5 separate regions of the Mus musculus genome follow, and regions 2, 3, 4 and 5 are each linked to region 1. The links are chromatin contacts, called in public HiChIP or PLAC-seq maps. All regions are on one chromosome and are shown on one strand. Each heading gives the region's core, a stretch centred on a gene start, on an enhancer-like site or on the middle of the called end of the contact. The rest is flanking DNA. Distances are from core to core; before and after follow the strand shown.

The links. HiChIP or PLAC-seq counts read pairs in DNA pulled down with a chosen protein or histone mark.
Region 2: an H3K4me3 HiChIP or PLAC-seq map of forebrain shows a contact between it and region 1, with 10 times the contacts expected there. The contact joins two enhancer-like sites. A contact is called at or near these places in 3 of 15 datasets of contacts at CTCF or cohesin (the NIH/3T3 cell line, large pre-B cells and stem cell-derived epiblast-like cells), 14 of 484 Hi-C or Micro-C datasets (the N1E-115 cell line, brain, cerebral cortex and 8 more), 19 of 115 datasets of contacts at active chromatin or transcription factors (SST interneurons, cardiomyocytes, craniofacial prominence and 14 more) and 1 of 9 other capture datasets (embryonic stem cells).
Region 3: an H3K4me3 HiChIP or PLAC-seq map of embryonic basal ganglia shows a contact between it and region 1, with 4 times the contacts expected there. The contact joins two enhancer-like sites. A contact is called at or near these places in 1 of 39 promoter capture datasets (embryonic stem cells), 1 of 15 datasets of contacts at CTCF or cohesin (embryonic stem cells), 5 of 484 Hi-C or Micro-C datasets (bone marrow-derived macrophages, cerebral cortex, embryonic stem cells and 1 more), 20 of 115 datasets of contacts at active chromatin or transcription factors (DN3 thymocytes, Th17 cells, bone marrow-derived macrophages and 16 more) and 1 of 9 other capture datasets (liver).
Region 4: a contact with region 1 is called in an H3K4me3 HiChIP or PLAC-seq map of embryonic hindbrain, with 8 times the contacts expected there. The contact joins two enhancer-like sites. A contact is called at or near these places in 14 of 115 datasets of contacts at active chromatin or transcription factors (the NIH/3T3 cell line, craniofacial prominence, differentiating embryonic stem cells and 10 more) and 1 of 9 other capture datasets (embryonic stem cells).
Region 5: a contact with region 1 is called in an H3K27ac HiChIP or PLAC-seq map of a colorectal cancer cell line, with 15 times the contacts expected there. The contact joins two enhancer-like sites. A contact is called at or near these places in 2 of 15 datasets of contacts at CTCF or cohesin (the NIH/3T3 cell line and large pre-B cells), 2 of 484 Hi-C or Micro-C datasets (the F1.1 cell line and bone marrow-derived macrophages) and 17 of 115 datasets of contacts at active chromatin or transcription factors (bone marrow-derived macrophages, a colorectal cancer cell line, craniofacial prominence and 11 more).

What each region holds. Positions count from the first base shown.
Region 1 is chr9:41,949,180-41,952,852 of GRCm38.p6, forward strand. No RefSeq gene overlaps it. Among named protein-coding and RNA genes, the nearest start is that of Gm36227, 32 kb to the left of the region's middle. RefSeq lists an enhancer at 1-3,673. Within about 2 kb of position 1,887, at least 231 of the 459 cell types and tissues checked have an H3K27ac peak or open chromatin away from gene starts, as enhancers often do. A contact at or near this core is called in the N1E-115 cell line, cerebral cortex, a colorectal cancer cell line and 4 more, where this site is marked.
Region 2 is chr9:41,390,486-41,394,424 of GRCm38.p6, forward strand. Mir100hg (Mir100 Mirlet7a-2 Mir125b-1 cluster host gene) reads left to right here. Exons shown (of 5, transcript NR_131928.1): 2 at 2,709-2,814. Among named protein-coding and RNA genes, the nearest start is that of Mir100hg, 16 kb to the left of the region's middle. Within about 2 kb of position 1,631, at least 30 of the 459 cell types and tissues checked have an H3K27ac peak or open chromatin away from gene starts, as enhancers often do. A contact at or near this core is called in the N1E-115 cell line, cerebral cortex, cortical neurons and 2 more, where this site is marked.
Region 3 is chr9:41,189,938-41,193,501 of GRCm38.p6, forward strand. No RefSeq gene overlaps it. Among named protein-coding and RNA genes, the nearest start is that of 1700063D05Rik, 14 kb to the right of the region's middle. Within about 2 kb of position 1,349, at least 39 of the 459 cell types and tissues checked have an H3K27ac peak or open chromatin away from gene starts, as enhancers often do. A contact at or near this core is called in cerebral cortex, where this site is marked.
Region 4 is chr9:41,301,531-41,304,965 of GRCm38.p6, forward strand. No RefSeq gene overlaps it. Among named protein-coding and RNA genes, the nearest start is that of Gm25401, 36 kb to the right of the region's middle. Within about 2 kb of position 1,476, at least 26 of the 459 cell types and tissues checked have an H3K27ac peak or open chromatin away from gene starts, as enhancers often do.
Region 5 is chr9:41,255,288-41,259,053 of GRCm38.p6, forward strand. No RefSeq gene overlaps it. Among named protein-coding and RNA genes, the nearest start is that of 1700063D05Rik, 51 kb to the left of the region's middle. Within about 2 kb of position 2,129, at least 11 of the 459 cell types and tissues checked have an H3K27ac peak or open chromatin away from gene starts, as enhancers often do. A contact at or near this core is called in a colorectal cancer cell line and fibro-adipogenic progenitors, where this site is marked.

The DNA of each region.
Region 1 (3,673 bases), core at 637-3,136:
ATAGGGTCCATTGGAGCCCAAGCTGACCTCCAACTGAACTTCTGATGCTCAGAAATGGAGGGCTCAATGGTTCAAACTGATCGTAAGCAGTCAGAACTGAAAACCTCTGCACAGTCAGATGTTCAAAAGCTGATTCTCAGAAGAAAATCAAGTCAGTGAGTCCCAAGAACACTGGAATTCTTCCACCATCCCAAGGAGTCCTGTTGTCAATACGCCTGCTTCTCCAGCTTAGTTCACTCCCCTGCCCCCGGCTCAGCCCAGGTGGAGCACCATACAGTCTTACCATGCAGAGGCATGTATTTTTCAGAGAGAAAGGAATATCCAGGACACCAAGACCTCAAAACAGTCTGGAGGTGTTCACCCACCATTTTTATTTCCATGCTTGATTCACTGAGCTCAACCACCACTGGGCAGAGAAAAGGGAAGGACAAGATGGCCGCACAGCCAGCCTGCCTGGCAGACTCCGACCCCAGTCAGCCACCACCAGCTAGCTCTCCAAGGGCAGGACCTGAGGCATCTGCCAGATGGGTGCTGGCTTTTGATCAGCACCGAGTTGAGCCAGAGACCTGCTTGAAAGCCGGCAAGCTCCCTGAAATTAGCTAGCAGAAATCTCCCTAGCTTCCTTGACCACATTACTTGAAGAGTTTGAAGACAGATTGGAAAAAAAAATGCATGGATGGGGACCGCACAGTAAAGACCAGACCTTCTTTTCCGAGGACAAGTCATTCCAGCTCAGCCAAGGGAGGCAGGGCACCCTTTCTGCTCTCGTGGGTGGAACTGTGTGTCTTGTGGCCAGATTTAACTATCAGTGCCCCTGCACTCAGCGTGCAGTCTTTTAATCTCATAGGATAACACCTGTAAAACCCGAGACTACTAGAATGGGTCCCCAAGCATCCCTGCCTGGTGTGTGACACGCAAAGGGCTGTTTACAAGACATATGATCATTCCAGCGGGTCCACTCAGCAAGGTCTGCTGGAGGCCTCATCTTTTCAAGAGGTCCTCTGGGGTGTGGGCTGCTATCCTCAGGAAACACAGCTTGCATCCTTAAGGGAGATTCAGAAATCCCCCACAGCTGTTAGGAGGCTGTGTCTGGCCCTGGAAGGAGCAGCCAGGCCAAGGGTTAAACAGAGGCTCAGCGTGTTCTGTGCCTGGCAATAGCAGTCTACATGACTCCAGGCCTCTTGTCTCACAAACCAGTTCAGCTTATTCGCCCCAACCTTCATAAAACCCAGAGGTCCGTCCTAGATCGACAAAGAACTCCAATTCTCCCCAAGCAGGCTTCGTCAAGGTTCAACTGTTGACTCCCGCCTGAATCTCCACGTTCACTCCCTCTGGTCACCCTAGCTGCACGTCTGTTCAGCCCCCCTTTCCTTTGGGGATAAATCAGCGTTTGCGTTTTTTTGTTTTAATTCTTTCAAAGGATGAGGAATGTTGACACTCCTGAAACAAGCCTCTGATGTCTGGTTAGACTTCAGACGGCTGAGTGTGAGCGTACGCTGACGCAATCGGGCCGATTGGGTTAAACCAAATATTACAATCGCAAGAATTCATCTGGAACTAATAATTTTGAGGCCACCGAAAGTAAAAGGGCCCTCTTTGGGCTTGGCCAGTGGCAGAGGCCAGCTCGGGCCAATGCTGCCACCTGCCGTGGGCGCGGGGAACAGGGCGCGCCGCCTCGGCCTTCCTGTTTTGTTCGCGACCCCTATGCACCCACGCAAGGCAGGTTCCTCGCCAGCCAGACCAGGGCTATTTTTAAAACGCTAGCGCCTGTCCCCAGCCCTTAAGGTAAAGATAGCCAGTCTGGCCGCTCACTGTCTTCTCTGAAAAAGGACCTCTTCCCAATTATAGACCCAAGACTGGCTAGCAGGGCACTCGCAGTTGGAGTTCCATTAAGCAAACAACCCCTTGTGCTAAAGAGATCGTGTGTCGCAGGCTCACTTAGAGGAACGCTCATTTAAGGAAGATTGTTTTATTTTGCGGGAGATGAAGGAAACACACAACTCTGGGTTCTGTCGGCACATTGCTGAACTGCAAGTCACGTGCCAGATCCAAAAATGATGAAAACATCTGTTTTTGCTTTAGCCCAGCGAGGCCCCGACGGTGGGGAGGGGCAGGGAAGGGACCGTGGTGGCTTTGCTCATGAGCGCCATCTGCCGAGCCTGCCGGGGAAACGCGTGAGATCCCGGCACAATGCAAGTTGCCGCTCACCCCCGGGGAAAGGAGAGATCAACAGGTGGGGGTCTGTGCCCGGGAGACCACTCTCCTCGGAGGGCAACCCTGGCAGTGCCCTGGGAACTCTGCAACTCTGAGTTGTCTCGGGGTGTTCTCAACAAAGAGATCTTTCCCTGGTGACTGCTCTGGGGCAGAGGAAGAGACCGAGGGTGGCAGCGAATGAATTCTCAGGTTGGAAAGGAAGGCGGTAAGGGGGAGGGGAGGGGCTCTTGGTGTGCAGACAGTAAAATTTGCGGTTCGTGCCGGCTGAAATCTCCCAGAACAAAGAAACCACTTCCCAGCTCCCGCCCTGCACTCCCACCAACCAGCTCTCTTTCCTGCTATGGTTGTGCAGTAGGTCTGAGAATGCTCCAGAGTTCAGAGATACTACTGTCGTCAGGCAGAGCTTGTCCATCCCTTTCTGTGTAACTCGTCCACCCTCAAAAAGCCAGTGGTGGATCCCAGCTCTGAACAGGGACCTCACTGACAGCCATGACATACAACCTTAGCGTTTTGTTCAGTCTTCCCCAAGTTATTCATTGCTTGCCTGCCAAGTGCCTAACACTCCGCACAAGTGTTTGCAAGAAGTATATATGTGTACAAATACGTCAGAGGAAAACGTGTGCGTGTCAGCGTTACACACAATGACAGCTAGGACCTCAGAGGCAGGGAGAAGAGTACAGACTAGGGAGGGATGTAGAATCCACCTTTGGTCTCAGTGAGGAATTCCTTCCCCCAGCCTGCTTCTGCCCTAGCCTCCAGCCCTTACAGATAAGCCATTCTCAGCCTTTCTGGGAACATGGTGTCAAGGGACCATCATTTGCCTCCTGTCACTCCAGGTCAGCCGTGATCCAAGACCCAGGCTCCAGTCTCAGTTGTCTTTTCCTTACCAGATGGAGGTTCTTAGGTGTTACTGGGTAACTGTATGTGCTCCTACGTACCTGCTTTCCACAGGTGACAAGGGGTTAATAGAAAGAGCAAAACACTGGTCAAAAGATGCAGGCTTGCCAGGGGCTCCTGTGTCCCTTGACCGGGCTGGGCTGGTGGGCACATCCTCAGCTCTGGGGCAACATTCCCCAAAGTCTGTCTGTCTGTCTGTACAGTCTGACTGTGTCCTCTAACCTACAAACCGACAGGGTTAAAAAGGAAACTGAGGCTCTGTCTATCGGAGCTGCATCCTTTCCTATCCGTCTTCAAATAAATATAGAAAGCTTGTCCTTTATATGGGTCAGGAACCTGTCTATGATCTAAGGGATTTCAGAAAAAGACTCTTCATTTTTTTTACAGCTAAACACATTTTCTAAGAAGCAAGCCTGTCTGTCCTCCACAGAGCCTGACAGGAGCTATGTCCCCACTGACCATATCTGTTTCCATGGTACCGAGTGAGTTCTTAGATTACTAGGGCCCAAGCTAACCTTCTGAGTCCCTACAGACTCACCTGTCCCCAGCAGCGCTTGGCTCC
Region 2 (3,939 bases), core at 381-2,880, 560 kb before region 1:
TGCTAACCTGGTCTATTGGGTTCAGTTTCACCCCGACCTTCTATGTTTGGTCTTTCTGCATATTTTTGGAGATGACCACAAATGCACTTTACCCACAGCATCCTCTCCCCACTTTCAAAGCAAAATTGAAAACAGATTCTTGCATGTGCCAGGCAGAGAAGCAGTCTACCATTGAGTTAACAGCTTCCTTCCCCCACTCTCCAGACTTCTCATGTATCCGCTTATCCTATACTGCTCACAGTTGTGTCAGGGTGTGTGTGTGTGTGTGTGTGTGTGTGTGTGTGTGTGTGTGTGTGTGTGTGTGTGCATGTGCATGTATATGTATGTGTATACATATGTATATTTATAGCAGTCATCTTAAACACATATTTTTTCTTTAAAATCTTTTACTTCTAAAACTAGCATATAAAGAAATTAATTTTCTTGGGTGTGTGGGTCTATGATTTTAATTCCTGTTTGGAATCATCACTCATAGCAGAACATTTGCCATCCTAAATGTTTTCCCATACCACTGCTTTGTACTCACATACCTCTGCCATGTCCTGTCTTTAGAGCCCCAAGTTTGCTGAGAGTAGTGTATTAACGGAATTAGAAGGTGACACTTGGCAGGGAGTGGGGGTGGGGTGGGTGGATGGCGTCCTCCACTCAATACAATGTCCTTTAGGCTCATCCGTATTGCTCTGTCAGTAACTCTTTTCATTATTATTCGATCAGATCCTTACTATGCCATCCACATCAGTGTTGAACTAGCATTAATCCCCTGTCTCAGCATCTTGAGTGTTGGGATTACAGTCATAAGTTACCACATCCTCATCCAGCTAGAACTTCCTCGCTTTTGTAGCTCCATAGTGTTCCGCATGTAACAACACTGTTCTTGGTCTTCCATTCGTGGATTACGGGGCATTCTGATTCCTTCCAGCTTGGAGTGACTGGAAATAAGATTGCGATAATATCCCTCTGCTTATATCTGTGTTAATATAAGTTAGTTGTTTTCCTCTACAGTAAATGACTGTAAGCGTACCTCTTAGTTTGGATCACGTCCCCCTTTTTGAACTTGAGTGTGCTCCACCCCTTGGTCTGCTCTCAGACTAAGACCCTCGCCTTTCCTTATGGATGAGCAGACCTTGTGGATCTGCTCCTTCTCATATCTTCCATCCCACAGCCTTTCCTTTGTAAACGAGGAACTCCCAGAGCACAATTTGAGTGGAGCCCATTTTAATTCATCTAAATGTTCTCAGCTCCGTGTTTGTTGTGGCTTGGATTATTGCACCAGTAACGTAGTACCCTCTGCTGGCTGGTTCACAATGCTGGCTCTATGCCTGTGATTTAAACAAAACAAAACAAAACCCTATAGGTGGAATGGAAACAAGCAAAAGGAATGGGGTGGGGGAGGAGGGGAGAGAAGGCGGAGCTGTGAGACCTCCCATAGAAATAGCAGCCTGACAAGTACACTTCATTTATTTGATGCTACACATATAGATAAATGTTGCAATATTTTTATGGAACCTTACAATATTGTCTTCTCAATTGTAGGCAAAGATGGGCTGTCTGGAAAGCTGGACCCAGCCTGGAGCCTGCCACCCAGATTGCTATTTTGTGAAACCTTCTGCATACAAATGACTCAGATCCAAACATTCAAAAATGATCTCGGAGGGCCATCTGGTTCTCACTGGTTCTAAAAGCTTCATTCAGCCCAGGGTGTGGATCCGGTTCAAAAGATAGAAAGAGCTTTTCACAGAGAAAGGTCTAATGTGTTCCACTGACCAAAGCTGCAAGCTAGCTTTTAAAACCAGCCAGCCATGGTGCTCTGAGGGCTAGTGGATGATGACTTTCATAGGTCAGTGGAAGTCTGATAAATATTTAATTGATGATGTGTTTGTATAGTGGTTTGAACACACACACACACACACACACACAGATGCAATTTTGTATCATCAAGAAACATGTGTTAATTTGTTTGGGTGTCTGAATGAGTCCGTGATTTAGACTGAACCAGCATGTCAGGCAGGCCATGAGGTCTACCAGAGCCGTGTAATCTTTGCGATGTGTCATTTTTAATTCGTGAAGACAATACAGTCAACCTTGCAGTCCAGATGCTGGTGTTGATCGCCTTTGCTGTTTGCATGGCCTGGCTGCTTGCCTTCCTGATCAAAGGAAGGTTTGTGTCCTCTGAAGCCAGGGGATAGGGAATGCTCCTTTGGGAGGCTCACAGCACGAACAGAAGTGGGAGCTTGTGTGATCTCAGCCTCAGCTTTGGGCTACACCCAAGTTCGGAGATGAGGCATCGGGGAATAGCAAGTGAAGTGTGTATAGTCTCGGGTGGGACACTTGCTTTCCTTCTCATTCCTGTGGGTTTCACTGTCTCATCTGACAGTAATGTTCAGGGAGAAATGTGTGTTTCCATTAATGCAGTCACACCAGCCCAAAATGTCTCATATGTTGTGGTCTTGAAAACTTTTTGTTAATGGCTTCCCATACTCTAGGATGAAGAGTTCAGGCAGAGGTTGCTGGCTCCCTAAACCCAGTACAGCACTCAAAGAAGTATATTCAAGTAAAGAAGATATTCAAGGGAGTTTGTTAAATACTGGGGACAAAACCCAGCTTGTTAAGGGCACCCACGTGTGAGATGACATGGGTGAATGTTGGGACCGTGGTGCAGTCATTGTACCCCTACTCCAGGTAACTCAGCTTTCTCTGTTCACTCTTAGTGAATCCTGCAATGGACTGACCTCATCTTCCCGAGGCTGTGATGTTTCAGGAGAGTTTCACTATTGCTGACCAACTGAGACCACCAGGAGCTCCTAAGTGCAAAGAGTAAGTGTTTTCTCCAACAAGATAATGTTTCCAAAACCAAACAACTTCAGTTGACCTTATTCACCATGTCTCTTCCAGGAGACAGGAATCCTTTCTGCAACCAGAGGCTATTACGAGTGTAAGTCAAATAATAATTTTTCCATCTTCATAATCACCACAGTAGTTTCATGAACTTTGACTACCATTGAGGATCCCAGATAACTCTTTGAATTAAAAGGATAACTTTTGTATGCTATTTATTTATTTCCCCCAGGGATGCTCAGTAGGCTGTTTGGGCATTTGTGCTGATCCCTCTGCTATTGTTACACCTGGCTCGGAGTTCCTTCATCATGGGACCCGTGCACTCGGGCCTGTGGTGATGACAATACCTTTTCAGGAAGACTGTGTCTTTCATCTACACAAACCTAAAACCCTGCCTGACCACTAGGGAAGGAAGTATTGAGTGGAGTGTTAGGCACATCAGTCTCATGGCCTTGGGGAAGCTATTCACTTCTTTGAACCTCTCTCTATTTTCTGTATAAAGTGAGAGGGGGAGGTTTGAATAAGTACTTCCTTCCACTTCCAAGATCACAGAAACTTAAGGGCTGGGTGATAGGTCAAGTTTAAGAAGAGTAAAAATTCAACCATCTCTGGGAAGAACCAAATCTAGGACTCAACACAATTTGGCTTCTTAAAGGAACCTTCCTACTTCCAAGAATGATGGAGAGCTACATGGAGAGAAGTCTATGACTTGGCATTCTGAGTTACGATCTTCACCCCCCCCCCATAAGGGCTGGTGGAGGTCGAAAGCAGAATACAATTACCATTGTACTTGCTGTTGCTATTAAGTTGGAGACATTGAACTTTAAGCCACTCCAGAGCAAATTGTCTTGTACATGGACACAGAATAGTTGAAAACAAGAGAACTCACTCCTGTTATAGTTTCTATCCTGAGTGTCTTCCAAAGGTCTGTGTGCTAATGGCTGGCCTGGCAGCCTGTGGTCCTACTGGGAGGAGATAGAACCTTTAGGAGGGAGGTAGGGTCAAGTGGAAGAAAGTTAGGTCATTGGGGCTATGTCCATGGAGGAGACATTGAGACTGTGCCCTTTGGTAGGGATGATATGAGTAAGTATCTTCTGCCACAGG
Region 3 (3,564 bases), core at 99-2,598, 760 kb before region 1:
AGCTCACCAAAGAGTCCAGGATCCAAGCAGGTCCCACTCTCATGGCTGGTACCTCAGCTGGTCCAGCTATAAAATGCAGGGGCACCCTGGGCCTCCTACCTTCCCTTTATCCTCCAGGATGCTCTGTCTGTATAAAGCCTCTTTGTTTAGACTTCTGCACCGTGGTGGCAGTCATCCAAGAAGATGAAAGTGGAGACTACCAGCCATCGGGAGGTCTGGGGCCAAGTGCAGTAGTGCCATTTGGGAACTTTCTACTGGCACAGCAGGTCACAAGAGCAGTATAGATTAAAGGAAATGAGACACAGCCTCCGTCTGTATGAGTTAACAGGACATAGTTGTATCTCATGTTCTGGATATTGCAACAGGAGACAAAGAATATGGTCAGATTTCTTTCTCAAAAGAGTTAACGTGTCACCACAAAGGAAGTCAGACACACACATTGAGCAGAGTCGGATCAATCCCTGAGCTCTGGAGCCTGCTTCGTTAGGAAGGGGCGTGTGCAACTTAAGGAGAATTCCTGGTTGCTCAATATTAACTTGCAGTGAGACAGGACCCACCTTTGGAATGCTGTGTCTCCCTCCTTGGAGAACTTGAACTCAGAGCACAAAAATAAACCAAAACCAAACAGAGGGATGTTTATGCAGCAAGGGATACAAGCTTCTCTCTGCCAGTTTTTAATAATGGCTAGTTAGTAATATGCATGTTTGTGTATGTGTATGTGTGTACGTGTATATATATATATGCATGCATCTGTGAATTCATGCATGCATGCATGTTTAAGTATCAGTGTTCATGTATGTATGCATGTGTATATGTATGTATAAGGATGTATGTATTTGTGCATATATGTATGTATACTTGTATGTATGTTTTCTTGATATTGGGTCTTACCCTATGCCAGACCCAAGCTTTCTTGGAACTCACTATATATGTAGCCTGGGCTAGCCCTTGACCTTGTTGTAGTCTGCCTTCAACCTCTCAGATACTAGGATTACACATGTGAGTCACCCTGCTCAGCTTGTTTAAGGAAGTGTGTGTGTGTGTGTGTGTGTGTGTGTGTGTGTTTCCAGGCTCTTTTCATCTGGTAGCAAAGTCGCAGCAGGGTGGCTAATTTTCTTGGAAGGCAGCTCGGCCAGCCATTATACCTCCACTCTAGAATCCATCTTCTTTTTACAGTAGCTGCTGTAAGATGTGATGTCTGAGCAGGCCTGATAGACCACTTTACAGTAAATAGCCTCCTGTCTTAACATCTGCGGGGAACAATCTCCAGCAACCTTCTTTCCTACCAAAGAGCAAGAGTGTTTTGTCTTACATTGGCTCGCACCGTGCTCTGAGCGCCTCCTTGTGGCCAGATACAGGCACTGCCTCTCTGGAAGCTCAGCCTTAGATTCCTCTCCCTGTGCACAGAGTGTTGGAGGCCTATACAAAAAAGAACAGTCTGTTTGCCAAAGGAATGTGTCTGTGCAACACATATATCTCAGCACGATGCTGCACGGAGAGGAAAACCTTGCGGCTGCCAGCTCACAAAGCTCACAGCTCAGCATCCCTCCCTTCCAGCACCAGCCGCTATGCCTACTCCAATCACAGTAAAAACATATATTTTTTTTCTTTTGGAAGGAGTAAAAGTATAAACCGGCAGAAAAAGCTCGTGGATCTAAGAGCTGATTTGCATTTGAGGGACAGATTTAAAAAAAATACTGTCACTGTAGACCTCAGGGTGTCAGAAACCCTGGAGAGAATTTTTTTAACATTGTTTAGTTTTTGAGAGGGACTCTCACGAAGTCTGGCCTCCAGCTATCTGTGCTGTCAAGGATGACCTGAATTCTGATCGTCCTTCCTTCACCTCCCAGCAGTGCTGGGGTCACAGGTGTGTGGCATCACACCTGGCTTATGAGGGACTGAAGATTGAGCCCAGGACGTCACGAGGGCTAGGCAAGCACTGTCAATGATGCCACATCCACAGATCTCAAATACAGTCCCATAAACTGGCTCCCAGGAGGAGGAATGTCTCCGAGTGCAGGACGTACACAAAGAGACTCTGAGGAAGGAGCAGACAGCATTTGCATCTTGTTTTTCAGTTTCACAGAGCCATTAACACCCCCTCCACCCCCAGCAACTGTGACTCATATGTTCGCGGCAGTACTATCCAGAATGTATTGTTAGGTTTAAAAACATGTAAAAAAATTTTTTCAAGTAATTCACTTCTATTTTATGTTACAAAAACATTAGCTTATGGTCCTCTGGTGGAGCCGGGGAACTGGCTATTTTCCTGGACAGCCACCTGGAAGACCCCTGCTCCATTCAACTTTGGGATATCTTGGAAACATATATGACACACATCTTTCTCTTTTTAAAATTATTTTATTGCAAAGGCTAAACAAGAAAAAGGGGAAATACATTGTAAAATCCAATTAGTGCAGCATTACTTTAAATCAAAGTCACATTTTCATTTAAGACTCTAGCGAGCCTTAGCTTAGCTGGGGACCCCCTGAGTGAACCACACAGAGCTGGGAATCGATGCAGAAAGCAAGAGGAGTTGATTGTTCCAGCACTTTGGGGCCGCCCTACACCCAAAGAAGAGATGGTGACCCTTCTCCCCCACCCTCCAAGCCTGTTTGGTGAGTCTTTCTACAGTTTTACAGAGCAGTAGCCATTAGGCACAATGTGATTGGCAGGAGAGTGTGAGTTTTAAATTGATTGGTCTCTGGGGAATGAGGAGGCACGATCTGTCCTGTGGAGTGTGTTTACCTGGTCTAGGCCTCCCCCACCTGCAGAACTGTTTCTGAGTGCTGGGTGCAGGACCCACAGCTTCACTTGTACTGAGAGCTTCAGCACTGCCCCACATCCCTAGCCTGAGAGAAGCCTCAGGCCTATGTTAAAGAGATGGCCAAACCCATGGCTGAACTTGAGCTGAGATCTATAATGGATCTGCAGGAGGCTGCCCAGACCTTTCTCCCTCCCAACGTGCTGAGTGTCCCTTTTGACAACAACTAGAAAAGAGTGAAGTCTTTCATGGTGTTTGCAAGTTTGCAGCTTTGACCAGAATTTCGTCCTTAGCTTCTGACATTACAGTGAGGCTGTGATGCTGACCTCAGGAGATTCTTAGGCACGGTCACATGGTACCCAAGAAGATGCTATGACGTCAGCAGTCATTGTCTCTATCCACTGACTCCAAAGGAGACCTGACAGCCTTCCTTCTCTGGTCCTCCTTTCCTGAGAGTCAATTTATTGCTGACAGTCAAATATTAAAAGTTGAGATGGAAGAAATAAAAGCCATTTCCTCACTTCAGAGAAACCAGCAAGTATCCACAGAAGATGGCAGGGTGAGAGAGGAAACAGAGAAAAGCAACTGCGGAGAGAGGTAAGGGGTCACTTCATGTTAGAGGCACAAAGGCCTGTAGAGGGGGCATTAAGGGAAACCACGAATGGTAAACCCACTGGGGCCTCTTCTCGAAGGAGGAGATAAATGGTGGTCTTCATGTCCAGAAGGCTGGCAGTGGATCTTCTGAACAACCTGGTGACCTTTCTGTTGTCTTTAGAGGCAGACCTCACCCAAACTCCCCT
Region 4 (3,435 bases), core at 226-2,725, 650 kb before region 1:
TGATATCCTCCAGGTCCATCCATTTGTCTAAGAAGTTCATAAATTCATTGTTTTTAATAGCTGAGTAGTACTCCATTGTGTAAATGTACCACATTTTCTGTATCCGTTCTTTTGTTGAGGGACACCTGGGTTCTTTCTAGTTTCTGGCTGTTATAAATAAGGCTGCTGTGAACATAGTAGAGCATGTGTCCTTATTACATGTTGGAACATCTTCTGGGCATATGCCCAATATTTTGAGCATGGTCTGTTTTTCACATCATAAGACTTCCCATGGTTACAGAAAGGACGAGTGAACTGAGCCTCAAGGGTGCCTCAAGATCCTCAAGGATCATCTTTTTTAATCCCCTTCTCTATGGTGCAGGGGATTAAAATCCACATGAGCCCTGCCTTACAGCCAAGGCCAGTTCATCTGGTAGTCACTACAAAAATTATGTGTGTGTGCATATGAGTACACGCATACACGTACATGTACACTTACATAAACATATATACACACATCATATACATTACACCATACATATGCATTATATATATGCATATTCATACACACATATGCATATAGACATAAATATATGTCATATACATATACATACATTATGGCTGTACTTCTCATGGTTGATAGATCTATAGAGTTTCTCAAAAATACCAATGACTCCTTAACAAATACATTTTTCTTTCCATAATTTAGAGTGTGCTCTGGACACCTTGGTAAGATAGCTCTGACATCTTATATCCCAGTGCACTTAATGATAAGGAACAGATATCCTAAGAGAGCTCAGTGAGACACACTGGACTTTGCTGAGCCAGGAAAGAGAGGAGGAAAGCCTTCGACCTCTTCGACCAGGGTTATTTGGCTGAGAGGATGATCAGTAAATCACCCAGAGAGGAAAATGATCCCGGTCAGACTGGAGCAGAGACCCAATCAGTGGGTAAAGCAAGGTTATCTAGGTTGACATGGGTGCTGCCTTGGTAATCAGTAAAAGCACAGATCATTTCCTCGGCATTTCTTGCCTATTCATTTGACTATGAAGATAGAGAATCCAACAAAGAGCCTAAGGCATAAATCTGTGAAAATCATGCATATTTCTAATTCCTCTAAGGATGTAGTCTTGTTTTCTCTCCTTCTATCTTTGATGAGTACAAAGCACCTTGGGGTATTTTTGTGAGTTCTTTGTGTAGAGAGGTGGCCCAGCCCCCTGATGAAAATAGACTTCCTTCTTTGCTCCTCTTGCCATTCTGTCTCTCCTGTCAACACCCCTCACCCTCCATTTGCAAAATTCCAGTGTGTGTGTGTGTGTGTGTGTGTGTGTGTGTGTGTGTGTGTGTGTGTGTGTGTTTGTGTGTAGGGATCAGGCCAAAATTCTATCCCTGTCGAGTGAATAGGGAGCTGGAAAAGTCACTTTCTACATCCTAGGGTGTTCACAAACCATCCTACCCTCTGATTGGCTGAGTCAGTTCTGAGCACGGACCCTGAGCTGCATCCTATTGCCCAGCTATGCATGGGCAGCAATGGTCCCTAATACCAGTTATCAGAGTTCAGCCTGCAGCTATATTTGAGGTGGAGCAATCCTCCTGACTTGGAATAATTGCCTTCTGAGGAAATATGGCCAAAATGCAAAATAATTAGGAAGAGGTCTCTTCAATTCCGTAACTCTTGGTTCTTTTTCTCCCGCCCTTCCATGGCCAGGGCTGGAATCCCTTCCAACTGGAACAGGGAACCTGCCTCGTTTCTGAGCCAAGGCAGAGTTAAATAAGCCATTGTGCCATGTGCTCATGGGTAATTAGGCATGAAAAGAATCTGCAGTCTCTCCCTCCATTGTTCCTCACAAGCTGTCCTTTTGCCATGTGCCCAAGCCCCCAGGTCTCAGTTCTGGCACTCGTACAGAGATATGGATGTCGTCGTCATGGCAACTGCTCCTGTGCTAAGCAACTTTATAGTCTAATATTATTAAGGGGGCAGGGGTCAAAAGCCAGTGAGAGACTTTGTTTCTGAAGCCCATGGTAATTGTATCTGGGATGGGGCAGCAGTGAGAGCTCATGGGAGAAGGGGGGAAACTCAGCGACCCACAGCTACCCTCAAGAACACCTGTGAGGCAGACATGACAAAATCATAGAGTCAGTACACTCTCTTCCAAAGGCTCCCACCGTCCTCTCCCATGTCCCCCTCTGAGTGTTACTGTATTCCTTCAGGTGCCTGGCACCCTGCTGCTCCATCCTGGGAAAGATCTACCTCTAGTAGATTCCATTTGACTGTGGAGTCTGGTCACTGTGTTTCTATCCACATGTGTGTTTCCGGCTGAACAACAGGGAGTGGTGGAAATAGGCAGAGGAAAAGTTCTCTGTTCCCGGAAGCTTAAAGGAGCAGTGATGCTGCCTTTTGTGTTTTTAGTGTCTTACTCTAGGAAATGTCAAACATTCACACGAGTAAGGAAAAAAAATGAGCTCCATATAACCCATTACCCTAGTTGTATTCTTGTGTGTGTGCACATGTGTGTTTACATGTGTGTGGGTACTTGTGTGTGAGCACATGTGTGCATGCATGCATGCATGTGGAAATTAAAGTGGTCTCCTTAATTGTTCGCAGGTTCTCTCATTTGAACCAGAGCTTGCTGGTTTGGCTAATCACTAGCTCGCTCTGGGGATTCCCTATCTCTACCTCTCCATGACCCATGCAACCTCCTGTATTTTCTACAGTCATTTGCCTTGCTTGCATTAAACATGGAGCAGAAAGAATCCTTCAGACTCTTGTTTCTTCCATCTCAACCCCAGGCAGGGGTTAATATTTCCTTAGTGCTGATGCAAAGGAAGGCATGATGGATGGTGCGGAAGCATATGCCCGGCACGCCTCATGAGATGCTACATACACCGCTGTCCTGCCCTAGTCTGAAGACATAGCAGTGCATGGGGCTCCCTCACACCAAATGCACTCAGGTCCAAAGCCAGCTGATCTCCTGGACATTCTAATGTTATCTGTGCTTCTGCTCCCTGGTTCTTATAGGACTAGATTCATACACTTTATCAAGTGATCTCTGCCGAGATAGCAAATTCTTTCCCAGTGTTGAATGAGAGGCAGCTTCGGAAACTGCTCTTGGTCTTAGAGTAAGGAGATGACTTTCCATATCAAGTGGCTCAGCATAATTCCAGGCATGCTGATAAAGTCCCCATAATGCTCTCATTTTAAAGTTTCTACAAGTACCTCAGCCTCCTCTGCAATCAGCCCCGGTCTTCCTTGGCTGGGATTAGAGGGCTATGCAGCCCATAAAACTTCATTAGAAGAAACAGAATCAATTTGTTCATTAATGATTTATTTTTATGTGTTCATTAGTTTTATGAATTATGAGGTTTGTATTATGATACCATATATATATAAAACTTTTATAGTATTTGTGCTCCCTAATATCCACTCCTATTCCTTTCCATTCTCCCTGGTCCATT
Region 5 (3,766 bases), core at 879-3,378, 690 kb before region 1:
CAAAGGCCCCCAAGAGCCACCATGTCTGTTAAGGTTTAGGAAGTTTGCCCATCAGTTACTAAATGTGGCCATTCTTACAACTTAGATTGTGTATACTCACAGTGTTACAAATTATATTAAAACAAAAATGATAGGACTGGTACGTTGGCTCAGAAGGAACGTGCTACCGAGTCTGGTGAACTGAGTTTGACCCCTAGAACTCACATGATGGAAAGAGAGAACTGAGTCCCACAGGTTGCCTTCCGACTTCCATAGGTGTCATACATGCAAGTGCATGTGTACACACGTGCATATGCACGTGCACACACATGCACACACCCAGACACACAAGTAATAATTGTCCATCCAGTGTCCTCTTCTGTTTATTTTACTACATTTCAATATTCCCCATATGCTTGAAGTTGCTTCTACACTGTAATGTAGATATTGCTCAAGTCTCCCCAAATCCGTCTTCAGAAGCAATCTCATTGGTGGTTAGAAACTAGCTATTCTGGGCCACAAGGTAGCACGCCAGGCTCACGGGGAGGCTTGCATGCAGGGGGTTATGCTGTGGCCAAGCAGCTCAGACCTGCAGCTCGAGTACTGTCTGCAGTAAGCTGTAGGTAAGTTATTTTCCATATCATTGTCATACTGTGTGCACAGGCTTAACAGCCTACAGGGATAACCACACATATGGCTCAGGGTGGATGCAGGTTTATACACCAGAAGGGCTGTGCAGGGATGGGTGCTTGGAGCTGGTGTGCTCTCACTGTAGACATGAGGACGAGAGTTTGGCAGAAATCTATGAATGAACTCATGCTAAGAACCGGCTTCTACACAAACCTTATGATAAAGAGTGTTATATTTATATTGTATGAAACAATAGACTTACATAGTATTGGTAGTATTATATCATTATTTGTAAATAGTTCACTATACTATAGCCCAAATATGTCAGTAACATTTTGCTAGATACTTATTTTATATCATCTACCTTATCATTCTCTTATCTATCTATCTATCTATCTATCTATCTATCTATCTATCTATCTATCTATCTATCTATCTATCTATCTATCATCTATCTATCCATCATCTATCTATCTATCTATCTATCTATCTATCTATCTATCTATCTATCTATCTATCTATCTATTTATCTATCTATCTATCTCCACCTACTCATCTAAATAAAAATATTTAAAAAATCTGTTAACATTTATCAGGACACTGCCAGATGCCTTTCATTACAGAGTTTCTTATCCACAAGGTTACCTGGGGTTAGGTGACAGAATGAAGAAAAAAAAAGCAGACAGAACATCTCAGTGAGTCCTATACTGTGAGTGTTGCAGACGTGAAGTGAAAAAGAGGAATTCATACATGATTCAGGGACTCAGTGCAAGACAATGTAAGCCCATTAGTATGTTGGAAGGCAGTCTGAGGTGTACATATTTCCTACCTTTAATTTCCCACCACAGATGTGAATCCCTGAGAATTAACACAGGCACTATCCCAGAATCTCGAGTTGCCCAGAGCAGCAGCTATGGGGAGGATCAAGGGATTAGAAAAGAAAGCAGCGTCCCCTTGGTTTTCTCTTTCTCTTTCCTGCAAAGTATCTAATTTACTTGTTAGAGCCAACCACACATTGTTCGTCCACACTGTCTATTTTTTTAGTCTTAATTGATACTAATTAAAATCAAAATAAAATTACGGCTGTAACACTTGGCTGGGGATTTGATCTGCTGCCAGCATGCCTGAAACCAATGCAAGTTACTATATAAACACTCCCGTGTTGAAACTCCAGGTATTTTAAAAGCGAATCTCTCTCTCCCCCCCCCCTCTCTCTCTCTCTCTCTCTCACACACACACACACACACACATGGCATGCTTATTCTCTAACTCTTTCCCAGATTCTATTCTGGAACATAACAAAAACAAAGTTTAACTTTTTTATTGAGGTGTATAGAGCTTTCATTCATTTATAATCAAAAGGTAAACTTGGTGAATATGAATGGACATAGATAGAGATCTAGGATCAGGAAACCAACTGTCTCTCATGTGGTGCTAATGAGGCCAGGCTCCTGGGTTCTGCATTCTCATAAGCTGGTTATCTGGATGGAAACCCTGATTCACAATTATGGGTGGAGACAACGGGTGGAGGTGCTTGCAGCTATGACAGTAACTCATTTGGGGATAGGGAAAGATTGTCTGAATGACTCACAGTGAACTGGTTCTTGCCATTCCAGGAAGATAACTCAGAGGTCTTTTTTTGGAGTCCAATTCTTAACTATCTCCTTTGGTGTGCTATTACACAACTGGAGATAGCTATCAATTGGATAATGCTATAGCCTAAATCTTACCTAAAGAAGATAGGTGGAAGTGCCAAGAGGTCATGAGCTAAAAAAGAGATATTCAGAGTTAGATGTTGGTGTTCAACCACAGTGTAATAACCCCCACGCCATGTTAGATAAAATGCGAAATCCCTCGTATTTATATGCTCTTACATAATCTTCGTAACAGTTGATAAGGTTGGAGATGCTAAGAGTGTTGTTATCAGTTGCCATCTGTAGCCTATTATGGAGATTTCCATACTTGGCTGTAATCTACCTACATGATGTTTCCTATAATGTATCTTAAAAGTGTCCTGACTCATGATTTTCTTTATTTTATTACTATATAAACTTGTCAAAATGGTCCTAACACTGGAATGTGGTGTTTTGAAGCAACCTGAATCTCTATTCCTGAGCCATGCTCACTCTTTCCTCCTCTGGAATAAGCTATCTCTCATTCACTTACGTGGTTGCCTGGGCGTCATAATATGATCTAATGATAAGTGGTAGAATAGCATTTCCATGTGATCTTCTAAAGCTATTATTATTACTATTTTTGAGAACTTCATACGTGAGTTTATTTGTGTCATTTCTACCTTATACTCTCCCTCCTCCAACTCCAATATATGTATGTGTATATGTAAACACAGCCAGCTGCATACATTTAGTGTTTCTGATATGCATATGTGTTTAGTGCTCATCACTTGAGATTTGATAACCTGTCAGGGGGTTCATTGTTGGAAAACACTGATTCTTTTCCTCTCACCAGCCATCAATCACTTATAGCTCTTTATCTAGGGGTGGAGCCTTGTGAGATTTCCCTGGTTCACACTGGCATGTCAACCGGTATTGTCATCATTCAGGTCTTGCTTAAATCAACTATCATTAATATTTCAACTTCCCTGTCATGTATAGAAGACACTCTTTGGTAGCAGATATCCTGATCCCCTGGCTTTTACAACCTTTTGCTCCCTCTTCCATGATGCTCCATGAGCCTTAGGTATAGAAACTGTACTGTAGATGTTAACAGCTGCAGGGGGAAATTGGCATATTGAGGAATTGTGGGATGTGCAATAGTCTCCATCTGCTACAGAAAGGAGCTTCTTTGATGGGGGAGTGAAGGGGTAAAATGTGCTCTCATCTGTGACCTATAAGGACAGGTATTTAGAATGCAGTGGGGAATTATACTGATTGGGGAATTATACTGATTTCGGAAAGCAGAGGAGCTAGGTTCTTCTCTGGGGTCCATGACTTTACCAGCCTCAGGTAGTTGGCTATGTTTATAGTACCAGACACAAATTCCCACCTATTAAGAGGTATTTATGTCTGGTTAGGTGGCTGTTTGTTACTACCAAGATTTAAGTGCTATTGGCATATACTTGGGTATGACTCCCAAACAATAAAGACTATCGCTCTTGGTTGCCTCCAGGAACTTGCAGAAGTCACCACACGTTGGA